2 separate regions of the Mus musculus genome follow, and region 1 is linked to region 2. The links are chromatin contacts, called in public promoter capture Hi-C maps. All regions are on one chromosome and are shown on one strand. Each heading gives the region's core, a stretch centred on a gene start, on an enhancer-like site or on the middle of the called end of the contact. The rest is flanking DNA. Distances are from core to core; before and after follow the strand shown.

Region 1 (2,814 bases), core at 286-2,785, 180 kb after region 2:
AGGGTAGTGACCATGTGCACAATAGATTAGTAACACACTGGAATAAATCTAAGCCAGGAAGTGAAAGACCTCTACAATGAAAACTTCCAAATGCTCTGAAGGAAGACCTTAGATGGAAAGACAAAAGGTAAGGACTGTAAACAAACAAGATTGATAAGCTCCGAGAGTAAGAACACCTGCTCATCAAAGGGTGTCATTAAAGACAGGTGTGATGGAAGCATTGCAGGTTCCCGAGGGGAGCTGGCCAATGCCCTCCCAACTCTTAGGCTTTATGCTTCAGTGTACATGGACCTCCTCCAAGACATCTTTGCACATTATCCTGACACCTTCTTTGTCTAAGCTTCTTTATCTTTGCTTCATACTAAATAATGTATGCCACTATTGGGAGTATTTATGTCCAGTTCTTCATTTTTGTTGTTTACTGTCTATCCTCTGGTACTAGGCTGTAGTTTCTTTGAGAAAAAGCACACAGGATCTTCTTCCAAAGTTGAAGGCAGAAATGCACACACAAGGACTGCAGACTTAGTTCTCAAACAAGGAGTGAGTGTGCCCAAGAAAGACATGGGCGTATGCAGCTGAGATCTTGCTAGAGTAAGAGGTTTTTCCTCCTCACTCACTACTATCATCCTGATCTCAGCCCCGGGGCACAGCTGAGACAAGTAGTTGCAGAACCTGGAAGGTGCTGACTCTGGTCTTTTATTGCTTCTTTGAATGTATCTCAAACCTAGCAGAAGTTCTAGTGGATACAGGAACAAACAACTTTCACATCATCAAGCTTTAGAAAATAAGTTGAATATAATATCCTCAGAAGCCAAGACCAGGGAGGCCTGAAAAAGTTTCACAACTACAGTCTAGTATGGTAGCCACCAGGCTATCAGTCTTTGAAATGTGGGTTTAGCCTCTTAATGAAATAGGGCTGTTTATATAATGATTTAAATATACCATTAAAATTAATTTCAAATCTTCAAGAGAAAATTTGAATTACACATATAGTTTTGTAGTATATATTGCTTCAGTGGATATTGCTAGTCTAAATTAGTAGTGAGGTGAACATGTTCCATGGATGAAGGACAAATAGTATTATATCTATTCTTTACAATCCAAGTCAGCAACAAAAAGGAAAGAATTAAAACAAGCAGTAACTTGAATGAAAACGAAGGAAATTTTTTCAAGGTTTTTTTTTTTTAAGCCAATTCCAGAATTTTTTCACAGGCTTTTTTATGGTTTGAGAATTTCATAACTCATAGTGTGTTTTGATCAAATGTCCTCTCCCCTCCAGTCTCTCCACTCTCCTCCTCGACACTGTCCTTGCCCAACCTCAGATATTTTTTGTGTTAAAAGTCACTCAGTTCACTTGGTACTGACTGGGTATTTGTGGGCATGAGACCATCTACTGGAGCCTGGGAGCTTCCCAGGGGCCAAATCCCTAAATTAACCTGACTCTCCCATAGAGACCAGTTGACAACAGTTCCCCAGCTTGGATGGCACTTCACAGCTCGTCTCCCATTCTTACTGTGCCTTTGTCTGTCCTGACTGTGTGGTCACAGCCACTGTGAGTTCATGTGTACAAAGGCCCTGTTGTGTGTGTCTGGTAAATACCGTTAGCTCTTGTAAACTCTCAACTGCCTCTTGTGTTATGATTCCTGAGTCTTTGCGAGGGGGAACATGACAGAGATGTCTCACTTATGCTGACCTCTCCACAGTCTCTTATTCTCTTCACTCTGACCAGGTTTGGGTCTCTGTATAAGTCACCATCTGTGAAAAACAGCTTCTCTGGTGAGGATTGAGAGGTGGCACATAGAACGTAGGAAGCAGTTTATTACTACATCAGTCTAACATAATAATGGTTGTAGGTTCTCCCCTAGGGTCTATGACCTAGCCAGCCATAGGTTGGTTGGTTGGTTGGTTTTGGCTCTGCTAATGGTACCAGGCATGAATTCTGTCTTGTGGATTGGGTTTAAATCCAGTCATAAAATGGTTCAATATCAAAATCTACATTTATTGTTCCATTTATACAGCAGTCTTGACCTAATGCCATTGTCGGTATAAACAAGAGCCGAGGACTAGTACTGGTAGGCTGGAGAGTGATCATGACAGTAAGGAGCGGGAATGAGCTTAATGGTATACCAACAATCCCATATTTTGACTGCGGTAGTAACTATGTGAAACTATATGTCCTGGGTGGGTTTTTTGTTAACTTGACATTATACGGTCACCTAGGAAGAGGGAACTCTAGCTGAGGAATTACTCCCATCAGATTGGCCTGAAGCCAAGTTTGTGGGGGCATTTTCTTGATTGTTGGTTGATATGGGAGGGTTCAGCCCACTGCAGGCACTACCACTCTCGGGGCAGTGGTCCTGGGTTGTATAAGAAAGCAGGGTGAGCAAATTATGAGGAGTGAGCCTGTAAGCATTCCTCCATTCCTCTCTTCAGTTACTGTCTCCAGAATTGTGTGTCAGTTACCCTGCCCTGATTTACCCTTCTGATGGACTGTGAACTGTAGTCTGAAATATGCCTTTTCTTCTTCAAGCTGCTTTAGGGTGTTTATCACAGCCATAGAAAGCAAACTAGAATGCTGTTCTTGTGCTAAAATTGCATAGAACAAGCACTCATACGCAAATGAGTTTTGCACAGCTGGTTAAAATCAAAATGCTTCTCTGGAGAGTAGAGTGAAGGGGAAATGGAACCTTTCTATACATCTATTTGTTACTGTCTGTAAACTATTTCAAAATAAAAGTTTTTTTTTATAAAAAAACAATGTAATTTTGTGTTATTCCTCCATTTAATACCTATAGTTTTAAAGGCCTTTCCTAT
Region 2 (3,022 bases), core at 151-2,650:
GATTAAGCAATATATCTGTAAGACAGGCATGAAAGTGGAACAGGAAGTCTAGGAGGAGGATGGGGGACAGTAAACAGACACGGAATGAACAAAGTACAAAGGCATACATGTGAATTATTTACTTCTCTCGTTGCTTTAACAAAAAACCTGACAAAAGCAAAACTTAAGGAAGGAACAGTCTGTTGTGGCTCTTGGTTTAAGGTACAGTTGATCGTGGCAGGGAAGTTATGATAGAAGCTATGTGAGATAGCTGCTCGTGTTACATCTACAGCCAGAAAATAAAGAAAAGAATGTTTGCTGTCTTTCTTTTTATTCAGTCTTGAGACTCAGACCAGCCATGGGAACATCTTTACAGAATGCAAAAAGGTTTATTTCCTGTGTTATTCTGAATCCTGTAAGATGAACCATCATAGGCAACTATAACATAATGAAACCCATTCTGAATGCCAGATGTAAATAACAAATAAGTCTTAGTAGAATGTTGGGGAAGAGTCTTACCTTGTTGGAAATGTCAAACCCTAACAGTAATGGAAAGCCAGGTAGGCTAGTACCTACCTTGGCAAATCAGGGTAGGAGTTAGGGGCTAAATGGAGGCTCTTCTGTAATTTGTTCAGAACAGTGATGATACTTTAAGAAGAGCCAGAGTTTTTTGAGACTGATTAAAGCAGTGGAGCGTCTCTTTAGAAAAGCATACCAGTGAAAAACATTTTAACAGGAAAATAAACCTGTGCCAAGTCTCCAAAGGAATTTGTCAGCTCTCAGAAAATGATCCAAAACACAAGAAATATGAGTCTTTTGTTGTAATAGACGGAGGGACTACTTAAATCTGCCCCTGAATTTCAGATGAGGGTGGTAGGGGTCCTAAGTCCACTCACTTAGAGCTTTGTCTTACAAAAGGGCTTTGGGGAGCATTGAATTGAAGGCACAGCTACTTACATGAAGCTGTCAGGGATTAGAGAGGGCAATTGTGTTTCTATAGCATTAACTTAATAAGCCATCTTCTTACTAAGGAGTAGTGGCAATACCAGTAACAGTGCTAAGAGTCAGACAAATCAGCCTGGATCTACCATATTAGTAGCTTTATTTTATTGTAAATTGTGAAATGTGGAAGTGGAAAGAAATAAGCCTGGATTTTAAAATATGTCTGCTATATCAGGACAGAATCATTAACTACTCTGAACTGTTTGTTTATTTGAGGAGGGGGATAATCAAACCATATTGCAGTTCGTGTGGCAGGGACATTGTGAATGAAATATATAGTGTGTGCTCAGTGGGCGACTAATGACAGCGGTGATATGTACTTTAGAGACGAATGTTCATATACAACTATAACCTCTGGGTCACAAAACTCTTTTGAAAATGTCAATTTCCAAATCCACTTGGCAGGCATTACTCCTTCCTTGTGACCACCATGTACTGATGAGCGAGTGTTACAATACCCTGACACTGAAACTAGGTCTCAGGGTCAGGATTTCCTGATTCTTTGCTTCTTCCCTTTTCCTTGTTTTGAAAAAGCTAAAAAGTATGATTTAAATATATGAACCAGACAGGAAAAAGTAAACCTATTATTTATGTAATTCATCTTTGAAAGTAACAAAGTTGAATTTAAAGATTGAATTGTGCACCCTCTGGAATCTGCTCTATTTGGGGGAGGGGCCCGGAGATTGAATCCAGTGCATTAAGTATCATAGGTCATCACTTTTTTACTTGAGCCCATCTACCCTTAATAGGCCCCCAGTTTCTTTTCTTTTTTTTTTTTTTTTTTTTTTTTTTTTTGAGACAGGGTTTCTCTGTGTAGCCCTGGCTGTCCTGGAACTCACTTTGTAGACCAGGCTGGCCTTGAACTCAGAAATCCACCTGCCTCTGCCTCCGGAGTGCTGGGATTAAAGGCTCCCCAGTTTCATCTTAATTACATCTAAAATTGTAAAACTGGAATAATATTTAGTGATTGTTTTAATTTTAGTATTAGAAAGTGAATGCCTGCTTCATGACTTTTGTTACTTTTTATATAGAAAGTAAAGGTTTTAATTTTTAACCCCAGAAGTTCCAATTTAACACCTCCCGTACCTTATTTCCCATCCTACATAGTCTATAGTGATAGTAATTTTTCTGCTTAGTGTCAGCTGAAAGAAGCATGTAAATTATCGTTGTTTCTTTGAGACAAATCTTTTTTAAACTGTATATACAAAAGAGGACTCTAGGAAGATTCAGAAGTAAAGATACTTGTAAGTTGCTCCTTGACTATTTGGTCTGAAGCAGTGCATTTCAGAGTTGTCTCCTCAGAAAAAAAGCAAGAAATAAGCAAACGTGTTTGCTCTAAGAGCCTGTTGTTGTTTTTGTTTGATGGGGTTCTTTTGGTTTGTTTTTTGAGTTGTTATTTTGAGACAGTTTCCCAGGGTGGGCTGAGGTGGTATTTCTCTTGCCTCTATCTACTGAGTGCTGATATCATCACAAAGCACTACACACTTGGGTTTGTTTTGCTTCTCTTAAGTAAATAAATAAAATTAGTATGTAAGTATTTAAGCTATTCAGTCATAAAGTTGGACAGTACTACAAAGCACTATGTAATATGAGATGTATTAATTTTTGAATGCTTTACCTAGTGTTTTTCTCATTTTAGGACACTTGGTGGGGTTCCCACTCAGGCTTCTCTGCCTCTTGAAGCAACTTCATCACAAATCATCTGCCCAGATGGAGTAACTTCAGCCAACTTTTACCCTGAAACGTGGGTTTATATGCATCCATCTCAGGACTTCATCCAAGTGCCTGTTTCTGCAGAAGATAAAAGTTATCGAATCATTTACAACCTTTTTCATAAAACTGTACCTGAATTTAAATACAGAATTTTACAAATATTGAGAGTCCAAAACCAATTTCTTTGGGAGAAATATAAAAGGTGAGTCAGAAGTATGAAAACTTAAGAGCATTTCTTAATATAGCTATTGTCAAATATACAACACAGTAAACACTTGCATAGAGTTTAATATGTTCATATTTTCATGTAGTTGCACACATGTAATAA

The links. Capture Hi-C pulls out chosen DNA fragments and counts their contacts.
Region 1: a contact with region 2 is called in a promoter capture Hi-C map of adipose tissue. The contact joins two enhancer-like sites. A contact is called at or near these places in 2 of 484 Hi-C or Micro-C datasets (nephron progenitors and uterus) and 1 of 9 other capture datasets (adipose tissue).

The regions. Positions count from the first base shown.
Region 1 is chr3:65,733,221-65,736,034 of GRCm38.p6, forward strand. All of the region lies in intron 5 of Lekr1 (leucine, glutamate and lysine rich 1), which reads left to right. Among named protein-coding and RNA genes, the nearest start is that of Gm25755, 37 kb to the right of the region's middle. Within about 2 kb of position 1,536, at least 10 of the 459 cell types and tissues checked have an H3K27ac peak or open chromatin away from gene starts, as enhancers often do. A contact at or near this core is called in adipose tissue, where this site is marked.
Region 2 is chr3:65,549,916-65,552,937 of GRCm38.p6, forward strand. Tiparp (TCDD-inducible poly(ADP-ribose) polymerase) reads left to right here. Exons shown (of 6, transcript NM_178892.5): 5 at 2,621-2,896. Among named protein-coding and RNA genes, the nearest start is that of 4931440P22Rik, 22 kb to the left of the region's middle. Within about 2 kb of position 1,401, at least 6 of the 459 cell types and tissues checked have an H3K27ac peak or open chromatin away from gene starts, as enhancers often do. A contact at or near this core is called in adipose tissue, where this site is marked.